Regions from separate parts of the Zea mays genome. Here all the other regions are linked to region 1. Evidence: chromatin contacts called from public Hi-C data. All regions are on one chromosome and are shown on one strand. Each heading gives the region's core, a stretch centred on a gene start, on an enhancer-like site or on the middle of the called end of the contact. The rest is flanking DNA. Distances are from core to core; before and after follow the strand shown. Region 1 has its middle 26 kb from the start of LOC103631789. Region 2 holds the start of LOC100279000. Region 3 holds the start of lox9 (linoleate 13S-lipoxygenase9).

Region 1 (5,099 bases), core at 1,826-4,325:
TATATCATTATTCAAATTGTATTTTCATACTAATTTAATATGATGTATGTGTTTTTATGAAGCCAACACAATAGTTCGGGTAGTTTGGGAATACCCGAACCCGAACCCGAACCCGAAATTCCGGGTACCCGGATTTTTGGGTATTGTAAAACTCGTTGTAATTTCGGGTATCGATTCTCAAAACCCGAAATTTTAAATACCTAAATTACCCGACCCGAAATTTTCGGGTAACCCGAATGCCCACCCCTAACGGGGAGTCATTGCTGGGGCAGTTGGCCGAAGCTGAGCTCGGGCGAGGCGGAGTTTTCTCTCGACGTTGAGGCTGACTTCGTGGAGGCGGAGTTCCCTCCTGAGGGTGAGACCATGCTCAAACGCGTGCATGTCCCATTCGGAGTTGTTTGAGCACAGTAGACGGTGTGGGAGAGCAATGTCTGTTATTCCCGGGCGTGTATCACTGTAGTTGGTGAAAGTGGATAGGACCACGGTCCCATCGCTCCCATTTTGACTGCGGTGTCACGTGAGGCAGATATTCGAATTGTCGTATTAAATGTGCATGTCTCCACGATTCCCGTGATCTTTGATTGAAGTTGGGCCTGTCCAAGATGAACTCGTGATTTATATGAGTAGAGATAGATTAGCAAAGTGTGACTATCCTAGCTCGTATGTAGATAGCCAAGTTGCCACGAGATAGGCTCAACGTATACAAGAGAATCGTGTTTTGTTAGGTGTATATGTTTATACATACTAGATGTAGCTGTTGTTTGGTTACCCGCGTTAGGACGACATCAGATAAAATGGTAAATAAAATCCTTAAAAATTATATAGCAAGTGTAAACTAGTTTTGTTCGTAAAAATATCAAGATAAAAAACTGAAATCAGTATATTAATTAGATGTAATAATTAAGAGATATATTAAAAATAAATAAAAAAATGTTGTCTCATTTTGTGTGCATGCATCCAACTAGCATGGCTCCGTAGATATCTCCAAATCCTGCATCTCGACTCATCTAGGCACTTTAATTTAAAGATAATGCGGCTACTTTGCTGCATGCTGCATGTAAGCAACCAAACAAATAATGCTTTAAGGATTCACGGTTGCAACTTCTCCACACATAAATACAACCAAACACACTATAAGTTCATAACAACAGCAGCCACTGCTGCTATTCATCTTTGAAACCGCGTTTGTTCTACTGGACATGGCATACACACGTTCAGATCAGAGGCGGATCCATAGGGGGGCAAAGTAGGCCATGCCCCCCCCCCCTCAATTTTGTACACCCTTTTATGTATATGATTATTTAGTATTAAGTGTAGAAAAAAAATCAAAGTTTTAGATAGTATAGAGTCTTGTTCTAAATCTCTAAAACTAATAGCTAGTTGCTAAAATTAGTCGAGAGGTTTAGAATGGATCAACTAATTGTTAGTTATATTCCTCAAATAAATATTAGTTGTTAGATGCCACAGCCCAGCTAAAACCAGTTAACAGTTAGCTATAAAGGTTTAGAACATGACATAAAACAACCATGTTATGAGCCTGCTCGTCTGATCCTCTCGGTCTAGTCCTTGCATCTACCTGTCTAACTCTAATCTTTTCGACACCACCTAAACCGGTCTGTTCGCTGTCCTGTTTCCGCCGCCGACCCATTCCCGATGCGACGCCACCCGACTTCGCCCCTTCCTGCCGCCTTCGTCCCTTGTTTTGTTTTTACATGACGTCAATCCGCTCGACAAGCTAGATCTCGCTCGTCGCAACGATATGACTTATCCCATGCGGTCGATGGACATGGCGAACTAAAAAATCATGTCTCTCATGTGGTCTTTTTGGCCCCCCCTGAATTTTCGTCCTGCGTCTGCCACTGGTTCAGATCATGATCACCATCAGCCGTTTGAATTCAAAATCGAACGGCTTGGAGTCGTATCATCTGAAAAGGATGCTGCCGTTCTCTGGCAAGTCGCAATTGGTCGGTCGTAACTCGTTTGGGAAACTCGTCTGGCAAGTCGCAATTGCTATTCACACATGAAACGACCAAAAGACGAGATAAATTTATTAAACTTAATTAAGTATATATTTCATACTCCTAAGGGCATGTACAGTGGAGAGACACCAAAACGGTTCTTCAAGCACGAGAGACAACTAATAGACTCTATTATACAATGGAGTGTCTATAAATGTAGTCTACTAATAAATACAGAATTAAATGCATTTGTACAGCAGTAGATTGATAGAACAGACGACAAATTCGTACAGTAGGAAGTGAGGCGTCTATTACTACTTGGTTTACGAGCCAGAGACGTCTCTTCACGGAGAGACGGCTCTAAGATTTTTTTGCAAATACACCCCTTAAACACCTTAAGAGCCTCCACATTAAACACCATTATACATGCCCTAACTAATTTTTAAACGTTTAACGTGACATAAACTAAACTAGTTTAGTCAGGGAACCCAATACCCCTCGAAGCTGAAGCCGCCCACGCTTTTCCGATCCATTCCACCCCGGTGCAGCAAAAAACCATCCCATCCCCCGGTGCAGCAAATATCATGTAAAACGGCTTGGCTCATTCCAGCATGTTCCCCTTTTGGATCTTGTGACTGGAGGAACGATGCTCTGCAAAATATTCTGCAGGGAGAGTACTTCGATATAAGTGGACGTGGATCTTGTGAACAACTTTTGTCGCTAATGGGGCCCGGCCGGTGACAGAAAAAAAAAAAGGAGGCTGCTCGTCTTTTAGGGCGGTGGCCGGTGCCATCTCAAATCCAACCCGTTTCTTCCACCTCCTTCTGCCTCGTGCTCGATCGTGGCCACCACGGCTTGCTTTGCTTCAGTGCGTTGACTGCGTTTGGATGTTCGGAAGGACGGTAGCTGTCCCCAAGATCAAGAACGCACTCGCCTCTTGACGTTCCTGCCGGGCATGTCTCCCAACCGTGCGCGCGTGTTCCACGCATGCAGGCACCAGGCAAGGCATTGCCATGCGACCGGCGACCGGCGACCAGACTTGGCATGCCTTGGCAATTGGCATCGGGAGTTGGCAACGATTGAAGAACGAAACTCACTACTACCTCAGGTACCAGGCCAACTGCCAAGAGCCCAGTGCCACGCATAGCATGGGTTGGGCTTCCCCTTCGCGCCACGAGCAGGGCGGGCCGTGATGGTGGTTCTTTCGTATGGCATCGCTACGCAGCCCACCGAGAATCAGAGATGCACCGCAATGTTAGGCATATACATCCACATACATAATCCGTATCTTAACAAATAGTATTTGAGAGGTATGTGGAAAAAAACATAAACGATATATTTTAGCGAAGAAACGTCTCTACCATGGTTTTCTAAGTGTAAAATATAATCTCACTCATACAGCTCACATAAATGAGTCGTGCGCTAAGAGTTTCTAGTGAATAAGATACACGATATAGATGCATTGAACTGTATGAACAGGTTTTTTAGGTGTATCTAATGTTTAGAAAACCGCAACAAAATATTAGAATGTACATGCCCTTATATCGTGCACGTGGGATCTCACCACCACATTAGGGCTGTCCGACTGAGTTATACCGTCTCCAGTTGCCCATATTAGAGCGACTCCAATACTTACTTAAACCATTGTCCCAATTAGTTTTTTGGGAAGAAAAGGAAAACCATGTGTCCAACAGACTCTCAACTCTTGTCCCTAAAGCCTCGCACGCGAATACATCCTCACCTAGTGCGCAAATCTCCGCCGACCGGCAGGCTCCCAATCTAGATGGTGGTTTCAGTTCCCACGCCCTTTTGACGCCTACGTGCTTCATCCAATCTCCCTCGATCTGCAGTTCGCGTGCACTGGACAAGCAGGTCAGGCGGTGGCAGTCTTCAACCAAGCGGAGGTCGATGCAAACTGCTATTGCGATGGATCCTATCGGTGGGGAATCCATGACGCAAGATGATTATGCGATGGCGACTCAAAATCCATCTGCAACCGGTCTTGAATTTGAGGTAAGACGTTTAATTCGTGAGCTTTTTTATTTCAATTCACAAATGGTTGCACATCGTGTTCTTGCGCCGCCGCCTGCTGAGAAAGGGTAGTCCATGATGATTTACATTTTGGGATGTATTAATTTCGTAGATCGTACTAATTTTGCTAGTTTGTGTCGCCCCTTTGGTGTATGTGCTGCTGAGAAAGGAAGTATAGAGCAAGTTTTCAACTAGTTTGAATTTCTATGAAACAATTTCTGTAGCCATTGGCTGATAACACATCCTTTCTGTATGCACTGTATGAACTCAAGATAAACGAAGTACAGGTTATGATGATTCTTGAATCTTGATTGATTTCTGTAAATGGGAATCAAAATGTCATGTATGTTGGAAATACCTCTGATTTATAGTTTTTTTTATATAGGAGGCACTTACAATGCAAGGATGATATTTTAGTAACCTGATGAGCGAGGGTAACAATAACATGTCTTTGGATGACTACGGTATTATTTCTAAGCAGCATCCATCTATAGTTGTGACTTCATCTAGACCAAATCAGAAAGGTCTGCTAATTTCAGCCAGCAGGAGGATGCTTTGGTTGTCTCAGCGTGGCTGAACATTAGTTTGGATCCTGTGAATGGCACAAACCAAACTCGTGGTACATTTTGGAAGAGAGTTTATAATTACTATCACAACCATAAAACTTTTCCATCAGATCGTTCTCAAAGTTTTATATCTCATCGATGGGGATTTATTTTGGAGAGCGTTAACAAGTTTTGTGCCTGTATATCTGATATTGAAGGAGAAGGCAAAGTGGTGTCACATTGCAAGACAAGGTAGTTTTTTAATATTTTGTTTTGCAACCTATAATGTATATTTCAAAGTTGTAGTAACCAAGTTGTGTTTGTATCACATGTGCAGATTGTTCAAGCAATGGCTCTCTACAAGTCTAGAGACAAGGACAAAAAATCTTTCCAATGCATGCATTGCTAGAACATATTGCGTAACCAACCAAAGTGGCATGAGAAGCGCAAGCTGATGGATGATCTAAAAAAGTTGCTAACAAAAAGCAAAAGACAAATATAGTTTCTATTCCTGGAACTATCACTCCCATCATCAATGAATCAAGAAACTGCAATCCTATCAATG
Region 2 (5,099 bases), core at 1,001-3,500, 100 kb before region 1:
TTGGGACCGTTCGTCCATATAAGTTGGGCCAGACAAGTTAATTTTTGGGCGTGTATTCAGTTTGTCCCTGATAAAAGGTGAAGCATGGTGCTGCACGCCCAGTGTCTGGTTTGGAGAAAATATTGATGTGTCAATGCCATCATTAATCGACAGGCCTGTGAGTGATAGACTGTCAGGTCCAGGACTTTCGTCTTGTCCCAGGACTTTGAAATCAGGGGTGATGTCGTCAGGGAGCTGTTGCTGCCAGTACTGATGTGCTTCTTCATCAGAGTTACTTCGTAAAATGGATTCTGGCTTGTCTGTGCTAGATTCTTTAGATGACCCTGAGACAATCATAGTTGCATCTGATTTCTTGGAGGAATCACTGAAAGATCTAAGGGACGAAGGAACAAATTCCTCTGCATTTGGATTTAGTGCAGTGCTCTTGCTTATCATACTTATCTTCCTCTCTTCTATGGACATCGCTGACGGACAGATGTACCTCTTCTCAAGAATGGTAATTGGTAAGATTGTTACAGAGAGTACGGCACACCAAAGAGTACAACTCTTCTAGAGTAATTGTTCGTTGTGCCTATTAGACATTATTAGGCATGGTATTAAAATTTAGATTTCTGCAAATAGAAACTTAACAGAAGCCCAGACCGCTTCTAAGAATGAAGCAACTGGCCTTGATCATGATATATTTGAGTGGAACTAACTTGGAAAAATAACGACAAAGAAAATTCAAAACCATTGGCCTCTCACAGCCATACTACCGCAGATACTACATCCTTCAACATGACTAAATAAAATTTAGATTTCTGCAAATAGAAACTTAACAGAAGCACAGACCGCTTCTAAGAAAGGAGCAACTGGCCTTGATCATGATATATTTAAGCGGAACTAACTTAGAAAAATAATGGCAAAGAAAATTCAAAACCATTGGCCTCTCACAGCCATACTACCACAGATACTACATCCTTCAACATGACTAAACAATGAAATTACAGCAAGATAAGCCATAAATTCCAAATCACTAAGAAAAAAATTGGGGGCAGGTACGGATGAAAAAGGTCTCGTGTCAAATAGAAATTGTTTTATGCTGAAAGTGGGAAAACAGAAAACCTAAAGATTTGGATTTATGCAGAAGAAAATGGGCACAAGATACCAAACATGCACAAAGCAGCTCTATGGTACAGAGCTGAACATCCCTAACCCTAATCACTCCTGGATTGGATTTCAAACTAGCACAAGCACAGTGCCATTCATATTTCACACTTCAAAAAAAGATAGAAGATTAAGAACTCCTATTGTTTGGGGGATCCAATTATGAGCAAATGACTTCTATTCTAGCATTGGTACATCAGATATCTAGTACAATCAAAAGGTTGCTGTATTCCAACATAAAGTGTTTAAAATGTAATATTCTGATGGCAAACAATTCATGGTAGAAGAAAACATGTGCCACTAAATTCATCATTGTTCTTTGTTGACCAAGCAGAAGGATTCTACAATCACCACCTTGCACCGGGCAATAATAACTGAAGTATATGCTCGCTACTGCTCTATTCTAATAGTATTTGACATCAGCTACTGCACCATTATCCATCCATACGCAAAAAACACGGGGAATTGGAAATTTGAAGAAGACGGAACATTTAAAACCAGCATCTTTACTATAAATATATAAAAAACAAGCTCAGGTGCGACGCAACAGGAATACGTCCCTCCGGAAGCAGGGGCGGGCTTCACGTGACCCCCAAAATTTTGGAAAACAAGCTGCACCAACACCTTGATTAGGTAACAAGAAAGCAAGAACTCGTACACGGTCAACTCATGTCGATCTTGCCCGTTTACAAGAAGAACAAGATTCTAGACAGACCGCGGATTGATGTATTGGATTAGCAGGACATCCAGCAACACAAAACTCTACAACTAACTGAACGAAGCAGAAGAAGGATTTTAGGGTTCGATTGGCAACAAAGCCCTTTGGACTAGGGAATCCAGGCATCCAAGCAAGCTCGGATATGATTGCTTACCAAAACGAAGGCGAGACTACCGTGCCCGGACGGATCTCTAGACCGAGAGAAGAGGAGCTGTGGATGAAGTGGACTGAGAAGCAGCGGGCTGAGTACAGGCGCAGGGAGGGAGGGGCCGGCGGCGATGCGCTCGGCGCCGTCGCGTATAGCGGCGGCGTGTGCGTGGAGTGAGTGCGGAGGCAGATTGCAGCCACACGTTGACACTTCACCTGTTGCCTTCGCCCTACGCCCAATTGATTTTCTGTGGCACTTCTTTCTTTGCTACTCCACCTTGTAATCACGGTGTGGTACACAAATGCGGGTGCGTCTTCCTTCCAAATTTTGGGAACGTATCCTGTGCTCATAGAGCACTTGTGCTCATATGAGCACTTTAAATCTAGTGCCTTCATTTCTCATCCAGGGGGTGAGGGCAGCAGTGGCACACAGAAGAGATAGGCGGCGCGGCGCAACAAGGGTGACACATAGAAGAAACTAGAAAATGTCTATTCACACTTAGATGAGAAACGAAGGCACCAGATTTAAAGTGCTCATATGAGCACAAGAGCTCCATGAGCACATGATACGTTCCCCCAAATTTTACTCAGAATGTTTTTAGTTTATAAGTTGATTTTTAAATTTTTAGACAGACGCACCAAGATCTATAACACTAAATTAATTTTATTATTAAATCAAACATAAAGTGTATTAATTCGGTGTTGTAGATATTAATATATTCTTTAATACGTTTTAAAAAGTCAGGAAGTTTTATCCATAACAAAATACAGGACATAAACTTAAAAACAAAGTTGTAATTACTACTACATTATTGTAGCAGGTATATGCAATACCACGGTCGCATTTAAAATTTAGCATCCTCTGTTTCAGAAGCCAGAGTTTTTCAAGCTATTCTAGTGCTTCGATTATGAAAAACCTACAGAACCGACGGTCTTCAATCTCAATAGGAGAGTAGTGTAAAGTGCGTATACTGCGACAGCACACAGTTATATTTAGTATCTATAAAAATATAATATTAAAATGAATATATGGTCCATATATCGAATATTAATTTGATAAGAACAAATATTTCATTGTATCTTAGCTAACATGACGAAAAAGATATGAGCTAAAAAGGTAGTCCAACTTTTTTTATAGCCTGCTCGGTCGCTCGTCTTTCATCAGCTAGCGAGACGATAGTATATAGTAGCCTTACGCTTCTTGTCGTGTGGGGGCTTGAGTGTTTTTTCAAAACCTATTTGTAGCATAACAGTTTATTGAGTCCATCGTTATGCGAAAAATGAGGGACATAAAAAACTTATGCGCGACGTGACACACAACGTGCGATGCACATAACTGATGTTTTAAAAAAGTAGAGATTGGCCTACTGCATCGTTAATGTCTATTTCTTCATTTTAAATTGTATCCAATAACATTTTGAAAACTTAAATTGCATGAATGAAATGATTAGTTTCGGTTTAACTAGTATGTTTTTTTGTCTCTTTACATGCCCTATGTAAATAATGTTCTTAATCTATGTATCCCGTTCAAATGGTTTACCATGATTAAATATTGTCATGATATTCTTTGGAAAAACGTTATGCCTATTTGAATGGGCCAATAGCTAAATTTAGCTAACACTTTGGTTAGTTCCTCTCCTTTAGCCCATTCACATGGGCCCTATGAACTTTATGTTGCACTGGTGCTAAGAAAAGACAAATAACTCTAAGAGTTGATTTGGTGTTCGAGGAATTAGAGTAGATCCTCGGAGAGAAAATTCATTGCCCTTCATTGAATAACAAGAAAATTTCTCTCTATGGATCCCCTGCAGTTCTCTGGTCACCAAACCATTCATAAAGTGTAAATGGAACCATTTTGCTTTTTAGGGTCTAGAATATTCGATTTTAAAAGATTCGTTTCAACTCTCGATATAGTATATTTAATATAGTCAAAATGATTTTGAACTAATATTATGGTTTGTTTAGAAGCAAAGGGATTGAAGAAGATTAAAGAAGCTAAAATCTCTTACTATTCAATCTTCTGTCCAATTTTGAAGGGGATTCGACTCTCCAAACTGATGTTGTGTTTTTTTTTCCTTGAGAAATGGAGGGTGCGTTGTTTTGCTTGTCTCGGGAAGACAGCTGCGGACCCACACCTCGTGACCGTGTCCGTGTGGCCATGGGCCCGGGACCACCACGGAGGTTGTTGAAGCTATCGGAACTGGCACGTGGGCCTCACCGGAAGTGGTGCCGGTGCCGGTGCTACGAAATGCGTTGCACTGTCTCCTTGTTCCGTGGGCCGAATCATCCACACCCAATCCTGTACCACCTTTGTACCGCGAATGAAAACAGGATTCTTCGTTGCAAGCCATTTTATGGTCCTCGCTACAACTGTGATTGTAAGGACAGTGCTGCGATACTAGTGCACGGCTGTATAGCAGTGTAGGGTTTGTGCGTTGTGACTTTCTGCCCTTCCATCTGATGGCTTCTTTTTGTTCCAAAATATATATTGCCTTGCTTGCATTTATCATTGGGTACACAAATAAAAAAATGGGGGAACATACGTGTTGCTTTCTACTCAAGAGATGAGCTGGCAGTTTTGTTTAATTATTGTATGGTGACAGTACCGCTAGCATAATCGAGCTATCACACTCGTTCTAAATAAATCGCACACACTAAAAAAATACCATTTTCATCCCAGGGAAAAATATAATTATAAATCTAGCACAAGCCGAAATTTTCTAAGTTTAACTAAATTTATAAAGAATATTAATATTTATGTTTTCAATATTTATTATAAATCTATATCTCATAACTAAATTGATAATTTATTTGGTATTATAAATATTAGTATTTTTCTATCGATTCGATCAATCAAATTTGAAATCGAAACGTCTCAATAGATGAGAACTAAGTCCTTCGTGAGACATAATTAAGTCCTTTGTGAAACAAAGGGCGTACTGTTCTTTGTATGTGGACACCTTTGATGTGAGGAAGATGTCATGTCATTCACCTCTGTGTTGAAGCCTTATTTTGCAGCATATGGAAAGTATTTGTTTGATTTAACTCTCCGGATTTACTTCAGCTCAAACTTATCCTAGCTACTACT
Region 3 (5,099 bases), core at 1,921-4,420, 80 kb before region 1:
CTCGTTTACATGTTCAGTACTTATTGAGACTCTTGACCGAGGACATTTCCACGATCCTGATATGAATCTGTTGAATTGTTCTGCTGAAAACGTGATAACTTAAATTTTATTTTCTCCAATAAGCGTGTGGAATAGATTCTGTAATTCATATGGTCCAATCTAATTTCTGTCTATCTCAAGTTAGGTGTAAAGCAAAATTCAAAAGTCATATGTTATCTTGTTCAAAATTTGGACAGCATCAACCCACGTGGTTGAAGGTGGTTGATGGGTGAAGCTGTCAAGTCTGAAAGTGACAAGGCACTTGATCAGAGTAGAATTGGACATGCACATATGTCATTGTGGCTATAGTTGGAAAGTAACAAGCATAATTTTTCCTTTGGCCAAATTCTTATTACCAATATATGCAAGCATTTTTCTTAAAGGTAACAGAACTTACTGGTTTTTGAAAGAACAACAGAACTTACTTGTATCAGTTGGTGGGCGACCAGTTCGGCATCGCCGTGGATAAGGGATGTTGTCACCTCCAAGGATTGGCCTGATGAACTCTTTCCCCCGATCTGGATTCCCCAAATCATTGTATGTTGCATAATCATAGATTCTGTCAGATAGCTTCCGTACTCCTGTGCCATCTCCTCTAAGGTCCTTCAATTCCTTATCCCGTAGTTCTCTAAGCCCGGGTGGTGTTTCAGATGGTAAGTACGGCTGCATGAGATTATCTAGGTCTTATCAGAAATATGATGCCACAAATTCCTATTGGGTAAATTCTTAATCTTAGTTACGTTCTCATAAAGAAGAAAAATAATCCATTTGATGCTTATAGGCAACATATGGGGGTGACCCTAAATAAGGCTAATGCTGAAACTGCACAAAATTATGGATTTTCAATGGTTCTTGCCCTATTATCTACTAAACTGTAAGAGATCTGCAGAATATCAAATTTGACAGGGCTCATAAAAAACAACTATCCATGTGTCTAAACCTTGACTTGTGATTTCTATTGTTTTCAATTTTATCCTATTGTAACTTGTTTGGGACTAAATGCTTTGTTGTTTTTGAAAATTAACAGTAGGGGTGAACCCCTACTGTGATAAGATTTATAGATAAAGGAGTTCAAAGACTGTACATGGAGAAGGCTTTGTTGTTGTTACTACTAAAACACATATGAACATACAGTGCAAGGGATTGATGACCCACTAAGCTCAGGCACTACAGATATGTTCTACTGAGGCCTACTCAAAAGCTGGTCATTTGGACAGCGCATGGACATATCGATTAATCATGCCTTTAGACTGGGCTCCGCGTTTTATAGTGAATGGCCTCCTTTCACTATCAACATCGAAGAAAAGGATGCATGACCAACTTGCCAACGGACATGGCGATCATTTGGCACAGGACTGATAGCACGCACATACTAATGACAATTGATGATAATCTAGTACCAGAAAGTCCAGGTCCAGTCATAGGTTGACAGCACGTTTTTCTTGAACTAGTAAGGAAATAAAATGCTTGCTAGTACAACCTTTTTCTTTAGCACAAAAATGCTTATTACCTTGTTACTGAAGAACACCCTCTTTCCCGGCAGTTCCCTGGTGGACTGCACCCAGGAGTTGCAGGCGAAGTGCACCGGACCACACGGCAGCCCACCCTCGACGACGATGCTTTCCAGAAAGAACTCCCGATGGTGCCGGTTGGCCACGGTGATGGCGCCAGGCTCGCCGAAGTCTGAATCCACCATGAACTCAGCCGTGTACACGACGTGCTCTCCCTTGACGCCCCTCTTCTGGCACCAGTCTTTGATCGATGCCTGACCGCTGTGCAACGGCTTCTTGGTCCCTGCCAATGATTCACGTGGCACGACCCGGGAACGGGAAGGTTAGGACGATCTTGAGAAGAGAAGTCAAATTTGGAGACATGGAAAGCGATTGTATCAGCTTTGGGTGGCGACCACATGGTGGTAATGGAGAGGCGGGGAAAACATGTTTCGTCAGTATTGCATAGTGATGAGTTTAGTGACTCATTTGAGCTTGAATTATTCAGAGCAGTGATCAGGCGGGGCTACTACTGCTAAAGGGAGGCTATACTGTTTTGCTTTGCAGTGCTTTCAAGGCTGGGACTGGGAGCCTGGGAGGTAGGAAGAAAATCTGATCCATTTGTTCTCTTCTTGAAGAAAACATGGTCAAGCGAAAGATGCCAACGGTTAAAAAGTTGAACGGCTCCAGTTATTTAGTTCGTCCCTTGTTTGTTCGGATTAAACAATTTGTTGAAAAATGCAGAGCGAATATACTAATGCAGAGAATCGCACACGCGAACGCCGGGACAAGCCTTTGTTATCATGTCTCCATTATTGAAGATCCGCAGAAAGATCTGTTGATCATGTGCATCTAGTTAGCATCTTCCTGATTGCCGGTGCCACCTTCCGATCGGGGCGGTCAGTCAAGAACAGGCGGAGATGCCCCAAAAGGCAAAAGCTTTGCACGTTAAAGCTCTAACGACTATCCAAAGGAAGCAAAAAATAGAGGCAGAGGAGACTTGTCAAGAGCAGGCAGGTCAACTCAGAGAGAGAGAGAGAGAGAGAGAGAGAGAGAGAGAGAGAGAGAGAGAGACTAGTGGATTGGACGAGGACAGGGAGCAAGGGCCGGCGTGCTTACTGGGGTGGATCTTGGTGCTAATGAGCTCGAGCGCGACGCTCCGGCCAACCATGTCCCATAGCGCGTCGAGGTGGCCGGCCAGCGCCTCCTTGAGGTCCTCCTTGTGCTTGCGGCGCACCGTGAGCGCGGCCCGCACCAGCACCTTCTCCGGCCGCCTGCCCTCCGGCGCGCCCTTCCCGGTCCCGGGCGCCGCGAGCCTCGGCAGGTCCTCGCTGATGGCAGCCACCACCTTGAGCCCCTGCCGCTGCCTCCTCCTCCCCTGCTGCTGCTGCGGCGGCGGCGCGCGGTGGTGGAACGGCGCGAGGCAGAGCTTGTTCGCGCCCCGGCGCCCCGGCGCCAGCCTCGCCGCGGCAAGCCCCCGGCGAAGGCCCGTGAGGTCCCTGCATGGCGCGGCCATGCTAGCTGCTGCGCCTGGGATCCCCGGTTTTGGCTGCGCTCAGGCGGGTCCGCGGGAGCTAGTGAGCTGAGGTGGTTGGCGTCGTCGTGATGGAGCAGCGGCGGCAGCCGCACTGCAGCAGTGACTAGGATTTAAGCAGAGGAGGAGGAGGATGCCTCGGCCTCGTGCGCTGCTCTTTTTTATGTTTGCAAGTCCTGGCAGGACGGAAGGGAACGGAGTCTTGGTGGCATTGCACGGAAGCTGGCCTGCTCCCTGTTCCTGTTTGACCTGAGAAAACCGTCATCTTGTTATGACCAGTAACTTAGCTCGCGCCCTGCGCGAGTCTGAAACTGCTACGTTTACACAGTTAATCAAACACTGTTGTAGACATGTAGGAGCAATAATATATTAGTTTACCAGCGACCAGCCGTCATCTAAAAAACACGCACACTCAGACAGCCAATTAGTTAGTTAGTTTATTGGAGTTCTTATCATAAATTTGTTCTAATTAATTAAAGTTTCTTAGGTCCTTATTAGGAGTTTGTTAGGAGTCTTATATCTACCCAAGTCCCTAGCCCCTATATAATGTAATCACTTAACAAAAAAAATGAAAACAAACAAGATATATAATATCTTCAGGGTGACCCATTGGTTTAGAACGTATGATGATTTTCATAAACAAGAAAAGAGTATTGTTGGTCACTGTGAATCAAGAACAAGTCAACACAATTGTTAAAAATCAGACATTTGTCCTCCGAAACATTATTTTCTCCTGGATATAACGATCTTCAGACGAAGGTTATGAAAGACACGCTTTCAGCATGAGAATGGAAATACATAGAGATAATGAACGTAATCCGCTGGCTCATACGCATATGTATTTTATAATGCATACATGAATATTAACAGGATTTATATTACATTGATACATTCGACTTGTTCGAATGTGTTGATACGAGAACAATTACAATTCAGCATGAACAGTATGGGGTACTGTTCACCTATTTATAGGCACGGGACGCATCCCGGGTAAAAGTATATTTATGTTCTTAACATTTATTCACAACTATAACATAAATTATTAGGGACTAGCTAGTCTTTTCTTCTTCGGTTTAGCACCATGCTTGGTCTTCATCACCACTTTAAGTTGAATCTGTCACTCTTCAGCTATAGCTTTAGCGTTCGTTCTTATCATCCCCAAGTTATACCTTCGTCTTGTATATCGTCATCATAGGAGAAGACTCCCATCATGAGCCAAAGCTTCCTGTCATCCCCAAGTTATACCTTCAGCTCAAAGATTATCCTCACAATGATGCTATGGTCATATCTTGTGTCATCAAGGGATTTCTGGTTCATAATGTCCTGGTTGATACAGGCAGTGCAGTTGATATCATATTTGCTAAGTCCTTCAGACAGATGCAAGAGCAAAAAGACAAGATTCACGATGCTACACATCCTCTATGTGGCTTCGGAGGAAGACATATTGTGGCACTCGGTAAAATCACAATGCCAGTAACCTTCGGCTTTGTTCACAACACAAGGACCGAACAGGTTGTATTTGACATTGTCGACATGGAATACCCCTACAATGCAATAATTGGCCGAGGAACACTCAATGCTTTTGAAGCAATACTTCACCTAGCATATCTATGCATGAAGATACCTTCGGAACAAGGGCCCATTGCTATTCATGGAAGTCAAGAAGCTGACAGAAAGGCCGAAGGAAATTGGACAGACTCAAAAGCGACCCACAATATAGATGGAGCCGAAGCTTGTGAACAGTACAAGTACAGAAGAGAGAAGGCTGCTTCAGCTGATTAGCCGAAGCCCATGCTTCTATGTGAAGACATAGCAGAGCAGAAGGTACTGCTGGGGTCTCAACTATCTGAAGAGCAGGAGAAAACTTTGATAAGGTTTTTATTCAACAACAAAGATGTTTTTGCTTGGTCGGCCAATGATCTCTGTGGTGTCAACAGAGACGTCATTGAACATTCACTCAATGTCGACCCATCCTTCAGGCCACGAAAGCAAAGGCTTCGAAAAATGTCTGTTGATAAAGCCGAAGGTGCTCGGAA

Evidence for each region. Hi-C and Micro-C count contacts between places; a contact is called where the count stands out from the background.
Region 2: a contact with region 1 is called in a Hi-C map of tassel, with 2.1 times the contacts expected there. The contact joins the promoter of LOC100279000 here to the enhancer-like site in region 1. A contact is called at or near these places in 4 of 25 Hi-C or Micro-C datasets (endosperm, leaf and tassel).
Region 3: a Hi-C map of root tip shows a contact between it and region 1, with 3 times the contacts expected there. The contact joins the promoter of lox9 here to the enhancer-like site in region 1. A contact is called at or near these places in 13 of 25 Hi-C or Micro-C datasets (bundle sheath, ear, endosperm and 5 more) and 1 of 3 datasets of contacts at active chromatin or transcription factors (leaf).

The regions. Positions count from the first base shown.
Region 1 is chr1:16,761,872-16,766,970 of Zm-B73-REFERENCE-NAM-5.0, reverse strand. No RefSeq gene overlaps it. Among protein-coding and RNA genes, the nearest start is that of LOC103631789, 26 kb to the right of the region's middle. Within about 2 kb of position 3,075, at least 18 of the 20 cell types and tissues checked have an H3K27ac peak or open chromatin away from gene starts, as enhancers often do. A contact at or near this core is called in bundle sheath, ear, endosperm and 4 more, where this site is marked.
Region 2 is chr1:16,861,210-16,866,308 of Zm-B73-REFERENCE-NAM-5.0, reverse strand. LOC100279000 reads right to left here and starts at 2,250. Exons shown (of 7, transcript NM_001360928.1): 1 at 2,019-2,250; 2 at 1-571. The coding sequence starts at 462.
Region 3 is chr1:16,841,743-16,846,841 of Zm-B73-REFERENCE-NAM-5.0, reverse strand. It overlaps lox9 (linoleate 13S-lipoxygenase9), which reads right to left and starts at 3,170. Exons shown (of 9, transcript NM_001112507.1): 1 at 2,649-3,170; 2 at 1,550-1,833; 3 at 465-702. The coding sequence starts at 3,045.